Linked DNA regions of Mus musculus: regions 1 and 2 are each linked to region 3. Evidence: chromatin contacts called from public Hi-C and HiChIP or PLAC-seq data. All regions are on one chromosome and are shown on one strand. Each heading gives the region's core, a stretch centred on a gene start, on an enhancer-like site or on the middle of the called end of the contact. The rest is flanking DNA. Distances are from core to core; before and after follow the strand shown.

Evidence for each region. HiChIP or PLAC-seq counts read pairs in DNA pulled down with a chosen protein or histone mark. Hi-C and Micro-C count contacts between places; a contact is called where the count stands out from the background.
Region 1: a contact with region 3 is called in a CTCF HiChIP or PLAC-seq map of large pre-B cells, with 3 times the contacts expected there. The contact joins two enhancer-like sites.
Region 2: a contact with region 3 is called in a Hi-C map of the G1E-ER4 cell line, with 3 times the contacts expected there. The contact joins two enhancer-like sites. A contact is called at or near these places in 2 of 484 Hi-C or Micro-C datasets (both in the G1E-ER4 cell line) and 1 of 115 datasets of contacts at active chromatin or transcription factors (bone marrow-derived macrophages).

The regions. Positions count from the first base shown.
Region 1 is chr10:111,653,583-111,656,282 of GRCm38.p6, forward strand. No RefSeq gene overlaps it. Among named protein-coding and RNA genes, the nearest start is that of Gm40763, 19 kb to the left of the region's middle. Within about 2 kb of position 1,444, at least 29 of the 459 cell types and tissues checked have an H3K27ac peak or open chromatin away from gene starts, as enhancers often do.
Region 2 is chr10:111,671,316-111,674,282 of GRCm38.p6, forward strand. No RefSeq gene overlaps it. Among named protein-coding and RNA genes, the nearest start is that of Gm30624, 12 kb to the right of the region's middle. Within about 2 kb of position 1,681, at least 155 of the 459 cell types and tissues checked have an H3K27ac peak or open chromatin away from gene starts, as enhancers often do. A contact at or near this core is called in the G1E-ER4 cell line and bone marrow-derived macrophages, where this site is marked.
Region 3 is chr10:111,100,917-111,103,868 of GRCm38.p6, forward strand. No RefSeq gene overlaps it. Among named protein-coding and RNA genes, the nearest start is that of Gm29916, 19 kb to the left of the region's middle. Within about 2 kb of position 1,520, at least 141 of the 459 cell types and tissues checked have an H3K27ac peak or open chromatin away from gene starts, as enhancers often do. A contact at or near this core is called in the G1E-ER4 cell line and bone marrow-derived macrophages, where this site is marked.

The DNA of each region.
Region 1 (2,700 bases), core at 194-2,693, 550 kb after region 3:
CAGGCTCCTTTCCCTCCAGCATGGGATGGAACTATTTCAGGATGGGTGAGAATATTCATGACTCCTCAAAAGGATGGACATTAGGACGTAAGGTTATTTACAATTATGAAAATAAATATTGTACAATTCTAAAAGTTAAGAGAATAGCTCTGGGGGCTGGTGAGATGGCTCAGGGGGTAAGAGCACCCGACTGCTCTTCCAAAGGTCCAAAGTTCAAATCCCAGCAACCACATGGTGGCTCACAACCACCTGTAACAGAGATCTGATGCCCTCTTCTGGTGCGTCTGAAGACAGCTACAGTGTACTTACATATAATAAATAAAAAAAAAAAAAAAAAAAAAAAAAAAAAGAGAATAGCTCTGTGTTGATATTGCCTTGGTTCTTAAGGGCAGGATTTGTGGAGCAGTGGGTAGGGAAGGCCATGGTGGGTCTAGCAGCCTGCACAACTGGGCTGGAAGGCTGCCTTTACTAGCACTTGTGACCTTGGGGTGTTAATTAATATCTCCTAGTCTGTCTCCTCACTTCAAAAATACTAGTGATAATACTGCTATCTCATGGGATTCTTCTAAGTCTAGAGATAAAGACGACCTTGTTAGAGCACAGTGCCAGCCATTAATTTACTTACTTACTTGAGATGGGGTCTTACCATGTAGCCAAAATTGGCCTCCACCTCTGTTTATAGCTCTTGATTGCCTTTGAACTCATAAGCCTTTTACCCCTGTGTCCCGAGTGCCAGGGTTACAGGCATGTACCTTCCTGCCAGACTGGTATTTATATTCTCTTCTGAGAAAATCCAGCCCAATTCTACAAGAACCTTAATTTCGTCTGCCGTTTCTCAAAAATCATTCCTTAATTTCCCCGGGGTGTCACAGACATGAGCTCCTTGGCTGGGTCATATGAAAACACTTCCCTGAATACGGAGAGATGCGGTCGCTCCAGCAACAGGAGTCCCGGTGGCACAGGTACCCTGCAATTATTTAAGCTAGCTACTCATATCCTCCCCGCAGAGTCTTTCTACAGAGAGCATGTGAGTCACAGAGGGAATACGGCCGTCATACTGAAGTACCGAACCATGACCTATGGCTTGCCAGTCACAAGAATGGGTCTCTGTTTGTGTTCAGTGCAAGTTTTTACCTGCTTTATTGTTCTTCTGACTTCGGGCTTGTCTTTAGTTCTTTCGACTGGAAAAGGGGGAAAAAAATCTCTGACAAGAGGAGTTCTTAAGCTGCCGTTCCAGTTGACGTGAAGCTAATTCTAACTCAGACTGTTTTGCTCCGACTGCCTCAGGGTGAGGCAAGACCCTGGCATTTCTACCTCTGTGCTTCAGTCACTTGCAAGTCTTCCTTAGGTTATGGTTCTTCCTCTCCCTTTACCGTGGGCACAGTGCCCAGGTGCAGAAACTCTCAGCAGGGAATAAGAAGGACTAAGCTAATTACCAGCTATTTCCTCTTTCCAGAGCATTGTATTACTACGGTCCCCAACCTGCTTTTACAGATGCCTACAGCACACTATGCGTGTGTTTGGGTAGATAGGAACGCTTTTGGGTCTGCTGATCATTGCAGGCTTATTGGGAGGTGTAGTTCAGATCACACATCGGCACCCACTGGCTTAGCTGGCACAGCTCAGGGACGTCTTGGATCTCTGTTTGTAAATTCCGAAGACTGTTTGTTGCAGGTTAGAGGACACCGGTTGCCAGTCCAGACACTTGATGCTTGTGATGCTTGGGTACAGAGAGCATTTCCTTCCCCAGCCTCACCTTCTCATCATTAACAAAGTGAACACTGGCCCTGGGTTATTAGCGAGGTTAGAGGGAAGTATAGGACTGTGGGGACAGTCGTGACAATTGTAGCAACATTTAATTAGAAGCAATAAGAAGCTGCCCAGTGATATTTCTTGCTTTTGGGTTTAGTTTATGTCCATGGCTCAGGACACTCATCTAAGTGCTAATAACATAAGAGAGCTCTTATCTCTGCTTCAGAAGCAGAGCACACACACATACACACACACACACACACACACACACACACACTCATACACACTCATACACACATAAACACACACACATATACATACTCACACACTCACACACACTCATACATACACACACTTACACACACACACACACACACTCATACACACATAAACACACACACATATACATACTCACACACTCACACACACTCATACACACACACACTTACACTCACACACACACACACACACACAAATGTATACACAGCCGTCAAATGCTTCTAGACAGCTGGGGTAAAGTGAGTGTGACAGGCACAGCCACAGGCCTGCTGGTCTCACTTGTGCCTTGGAGATACATGCAAAGAGTGACAAGCCCTAGACAAGATCTCAGTTCTCTCCCAGGCGAGCAGCCACCTGAGCTGCCCTGGCAGGAACTTCCCTGTTGTCTCCTTGTACAAAGGGGCCAGTTACTCAAATCATGCAGACATATCTGCCCTAGGTTTTTAATTAACTTTGCAATGTGAGTGTTGGGGATGGGAGTGGGTAGGGGGAGATGGGAAAGGTAGGTCAGCTGATGTAAGCACTCCTCCCCTTCATCCTTGGATCCAGGGAAACTAAAGGAAGAGAAAAGGAAAAGACCAGGAAGCGTCCATAACAGAAGTTGGCCTTTTCCAGAGCTCGCTTCCCCGTGCATGGAGGAGACAGTCCCAATGTCATTAACTGGAAGAA
Region 2 (2,967 bases), core at 431-2,930, 570 kb after region 3:
AAAAATTCTGATCGTTCAGTTAAAAAAAAAAAAAAAAAAGACTAGAGATTTAGTTGACCTTGACGTTTTTTTGCAGAGTGCCTTTACCAGCTGAATTTTCAACTGGGATTTTAAATTTCAAGAGGATTTTTCAAAAAAGAAAAAGAAAAGAAAGCTTGTGAGGATATTCAAATGGTGCGGTTGTTGAGTCCAGGAAAGAACGGGTTTTATGGTTCTATGCTGCCAGCTCCTCTGTACATGTGTTGATCATTTAATTACCTTTCTCCCGTCTGGCATTGTTGGGTCACACCTCTAGTGCCTGGCTTGGGGAAGACAGAAGAGACTTTAGGACCAGGGGCCCGTTGGGTTGGGTGGACCGGTTGGATTCAGGTAGTTTGAGGTCTTGAGCCTGGTAGTCAGTTTTCTTGAAGCCTGTTCTCAGTCTAGAGGCAAGCAAGGGATCATGTAAATTCGAGAAGAGAAAACTGAGTGTCCACAAGGTGAGGCAGATTTCTCCATTTAATGAGATCTGAGCAAAGTTTGAAAAGGACTGGTGTATATAAGGTTGACATTATCCATTTAGAAAATGATTTTCTGTGGCCTCAGCAAGGGCAGATGTGTATATTAGCGACATACATCACCACCTGTGATTCCAGTTCACAGTTCTGAATTTTCATTCAGAGGTTACAGTATAGATTCATTAGATCGTATATTATCAGATTACAGCATAGATTCATTAGAACACACCAGGCCAATAAAGATGCCACGCTGTTGAAGACTAAGCAGATTCTGTTGATGCTCCTGCCCTTCCGTCATGACTTCCGGGTTTCTCTACTTGAACTTCTTGACGTTTTGGGTCAGATTTTTCTGTGGGGAGATGTTCTGTCCATTGTGCGGGCTTTTTTTGGTGGCATCCTGGCCTCCCCATCCACCCGAGATGCCTGCAGTGTCTCCGTCATGACAGCTGCTGTCTGGGAAGCAAAAGTGCCCTCTTCCACACATAAGAGATTATCATTGAACCAGAAGATTAAAAAGGAAATGAGTTTATATGTGTTTATATGCATGCCTGTCTGTGCATGTAAACACGCCACTGCGGTCTGAACGTTTGGGTTCTCTCAAATTCTGTGTGGAAGCAAAATCAGCAACGCCATGACTTTGCATCACGGGGCTGTGGGAGAGGTGACTTTCTCCTTCCGTGTGTGGGGTGCAGCCCCTCCTGATGATACCCAAAGGTGGGCATTTGCAGTCATGTCCTATGAAGGCCCAGTGAGAAAGTGCCCTCTATGAATCAGGAAATACTCCTTCAAAAGACAGTGACTCTGCTGTCACTGGGCTTTAAGAACTGGGACTTTAAGAACTGTGGGGAGGAAATTGCTGTCACTTGTGAAATACCCAGTTCATGGGTTCTGTTCTGCCAACCTCAGCGGATGAAGACTAATTTTCTTCTTTCTCTGAGATGTGAAACTAACAGAGGCCTTTTACAATCTCCCTAGCTTCTCATGAATAGACGGGCAGCTCGGGTAACTTTGACTTAACAGACTGATTCTCCTTCCCTTCCACTTGAAAAGCTGATTCATCCTGAAGAATGGGGTGACAGCAGATCTGATCCTTGGCTGATTAGAGCTGAGTTGGAGAGAGGCTGTCAAACCGGATCTGCCGGGCTTCGCTCTATTGAGTGAGGTCATTCAGAGTGAAACTGGAGACTCTACTGTAAACACTTGACTCCAGCAAGGCATCCCAAGGGCACTTAGCGAAGTTGTTCCTGAGCCTTTAGGGCCTGGGGAGAGATTCAGTGGGTTGACTCATTTCATTTTATTTACTTTTTCTTCCAGTAAAATCTATATTTGTTTTGAAATAGTGGTGGAGGAATTGAGGACGTCAGAATGGTGTCCTTAGGGATGTATAAGGGACAGTGTAGAAGGGATACTTATAGCTGTGTCAAGTCATAAAAGCAAAAGGTGGGGAGCAACTTTAGAGTTCGATTATCTGCGTCCCCCAACCCATCCAACCCACTGCAATGGATCCTATAGGGGAATTGAGATTAGGCACTGACCAACCAGTGTTTGGTTACTCTCTCCTTTAGCAGAGTTTGGCAGAGTTGGTCAGTTTCCTGTTGTAACAGTCTTATCTGGGCTTCCTCTATATCATGCAGAACTCCCACCCCACCCCCACCCCAGTTTGTCTCTTTTTCAGGCTTCTCTTTGTGAGGCTGTGAATGGTGGATTTTCTACACAGTTTTCTTTCTTTCCTTTGAATGCCCCTTCCCTGAGTTTGCCAGGTCCCCCAAATGCTAAAAATCTATACTCCTAGTCCAGCATTTGTTTTTTGTTTTTGTTTTTTAATTCAAACCAGACTCGCATTTTCAATTATGTCATTAACCTTTCCTCCTAGATGTCTAACAGACATCTCAGACTGAACATGGCCCCAGTAGGGCAATTGTGCCCCTTTCATCTTGTAGTGCTGGCCAGTGGCCTCACTGGGTACCCTCTTTTCTCACTGTGGTCTTTTCATCGTCCCAAGAGTGACCCCATGAACATTGTTGAAAGCCATTTTCTTAGTCCTGTCTTTGAATGACATCCCATTGACCAAGAATAAAATTCCAGGTCATTTACAATGCTCACACGACTTCAAATACCCAGTGCTGGCATTTAGTCTAGGCTCTGCCCCACAGTTACCGGACCACAGCCAGATGTGCCTGCCTCACTATAAAAGGGGCTGCTTGCCCCCTCCTCTCCCTCTCTTGCTCTCTAGAGCTCTTGCTCCTTTCTCTTCTCCTCTTGCTCCTGCCCCCCCTCTCTAGAGCTTCTGTTGCTGCCCCCTCTCAACCCTCAGCTCTTAATTATAGGCCTTTCCCATCATCCACTCCCATGTCTCCTCACACCACTCGTCGACATTACAGACTAGGTTATACACTCTACGACATTTCTTCATGAAGTGAAGGGAAGCTCACGGAGAGGCTCTGTTCCTAGGTGCCTGGCAAACGGTAGG
Region 3 (2,952 bases), core at 270-2,769:
TTCATGTACCAAAGGAAGGGTTTGCACTCTGCCCCCAACACGATTTCTACCACAGAATAAAGCCAGTACCAGAAATACAGAGGCAGGAGGGGGAGAGAATTTATTGGAAATGGAAGTTACCAACACAGAGAACAGCAAGCAACATTTAATCTAACACTGCTGGGTCTCGCTAAGGGATACATTAAAAAAAAAAATAGGCAAGTTGCTTATAGAAAGAGAACCCCTGAAGGAGAGGGGTAATGCAGAACTACACAAATTACATAGAACAACCTTCTCCCTCTTTCCCTTCTCCCCTCCTTCCTTTTTCTCTCCCCCTCCTTTCTCTTTCTCTCCTTCCTCTTCCCCTTCCCCCCTTTTTTCTCCTCTTTCTCCTCCTATTCTTCTCACTCCTCCCCTCCTCCCTCTCCTCCTCCTTTGCCTCCCACCTGCTCTCCTTCCTCCTCCTCCTTCTCCTCCCCCTTTTCCTCTCCTTCTCTTTTGCTCTCCCAAACTTTATTAATGGAAAAAACAGTGTTGGCCAAGCTATGAAGCACAATCAGTTTTCTGGAATCCCACTTGCAAACACCTGACACTTGGTTTCCAAATGCTCACACAGGAAGCGCACAAGGTTCCGGGTTGGGCTAAACAGGTAAGAAGTTGCAATCCTGATGCTCGCGTGTTCCGGCTTTGCCCAGTCTGTAATCTGTCCTTGAATAGTAATCTTTGCCCAGTAGCTACTATGCCCTCACTCGTTTTGTCTGTTAGCTTGCTGAACTCTTCTTCCCTATGTAGAATTTGAGCCGCCTGGCCAAGAACTGCATTTCTTATGTCAAAACTAGGAATTTGTTTAAAGCAACAGCATGCTCTCTTTTGTATGAGTTGCCTTAGCAGCTATGGCTTGTACTACAGTCTCCTAAAGGAACTGTGGGTTGTCTTAAGCATTCCCAAGCAGCCATGATGAGTTTGAATCTGAAGGAGGCCAGCCACAGCCATTAAATTAACCCTAACGCTGGAATTATTTACATCCATGTTGACCAATGTCCATCTTGAGTTGCAGTTTAAGTAATTTTTGACTTATCAGATTCTAACAATATGTAAAGTTTGAGGTGTCTGTGAGCAGGGCCTCTCTTCTGCTCTGTGAGCTCACCTTGGGGAACTAGGGTCTCAGATAACTCAGAAAACCACAGCGGTTGGAGCCAGTGGCTTTCAGGTTCTCTTCTCACGAACTGGAAGAATGAATTCCATGACTCACAGAGGGTGAGTTTTAGTAAGAACGGTTCTATTGCAGAAAACTCAAAAAGGAAAAAGTCAGGGTCCCCATGCCACTGGGTTCCCAGAAAGTGGGATTCCAGTGAGTCTCCCAATGAGACCTCACTGGATGGAGGCCTGGAGCTGGGGTGAGCCGATCAAGCCCGCTCCCATTCCTGGTCTCAGCCCTGACATCATATTTGGTTTCTGGGAAAAGGGTTCCTTTAGGCCAAGGGAGATAAGGCAAAACTGCTTCTATTTCCTGGCACCCGTGGCCTCTGGCCAGGACAGAACCGAAAGCACTTAGGCTTAAATATCTCTGGCATCTTTGGCCTCCAGCGAGGAGGATGCAGCTGGTGGGACCCAGAGTATTTCCTGCTTTAGCAGAGGGGAATCTGTGCGTGTTTGGAGCCGATTAATCCTGCATTGATGCGGTAGTTTCCATGTGTGGTTCTTGTTACCAAGTTTGTTTTCCAACAGTGTTTCTTTATCCAAGACTAAGCGTAAAACCAAGCCACCAATCAGCAGCTTCTTGCGCATTCCGAATCTTGAAAGGAAAGCGAACGCCTCCGAGACACTTTTCAAAGAACTTGGACCAGTCACTGCTGTGGATGTTTCTTAAATCACCTATGCCTTCAATCTTATGAGCGTCAGACTTTCTGGTCTTCAAGACAGACAATCAAGTTTCTAAATTCTGTTTCATCTTTGCAGGTGAAGCAGACAGGATTCTGGCAGCGGAATCAAAAGCTTGCTTCATTCAGAACGTGCCCCCCCCCGCCCCCCCCCCGCCCCCCCGTCTCTCAGGTTGCTGCCCCGCCCCCAGCCCCACCCAGGTGTAGTAGCCGCAAGCTGAGGGATAATATAGATAATATTGATTCTCTGATCCTTTATAGTCGTGCTTTTGTTTTGATCCATGAACTGACCGGATGTAGACTGGCCCCCTCCGCTCCTCATACTCAAATCCATGTAAGAAAGGGGAGGCTTGTAGGTGTCAGAAATGGAAAGACTCAAATTCAGAGTAGCGAGTGAGTAGTGCCAAAGCTGGGGGTGTCACGGTCACAGAGCACCCAGGATTGGCTATTGTCAAGCGGCATGGCGTGAGTCATCAGACTTCACGTCCGTCCGTCCGACCGTGAGGCAGCAACCGCAGAGAATAAGCAGCTGACTTAGCTAAGAGAAGTGCTCCGTTAGCTTCCTGAACATGAGCAAGAAGTCTGTGCTGGTCAGTATTGCGTTAGCTTGACACAGCTAGGGCAATCTGGGAAGAGAGAAAAATGCCTCCATCTGATTGGCCGGTGAGCAAGTCTGTGGGGGAGCATTCTCTTCACCAATGATCCATGTGGAATAGTCCAGACCACTCCTGGGTTGATAGTTCTGGGATGAATAAAAATAAATAAATAAGCTCAGCAACCAGGAGCAAGTTTCTAAACTGCGTTCCTCCATTACCTCTGAGTCCTGCCTGGATTTCCCTTCCTGGTGGATTATAACTTGGGTTAACCCTTTCCTCTCCCAGGTTACTCTTGGCCGTGATATTTATCACAGCAATAGAGAGCAAACGAGGAGCCTCTGGTGGGAGCCTCGGGTTTGAGAGTTCAGTCCATGCTCAGCTTGGTCTGTTGTTTTTAAGTCCGTGACAAGGCAAAAGCATCATGGGAGAAAGCTGTGACAGAAGAAAATGGTCCCCATTATGGCTGCACAATGTGAAGGAGTCTAGAACATTCTTTT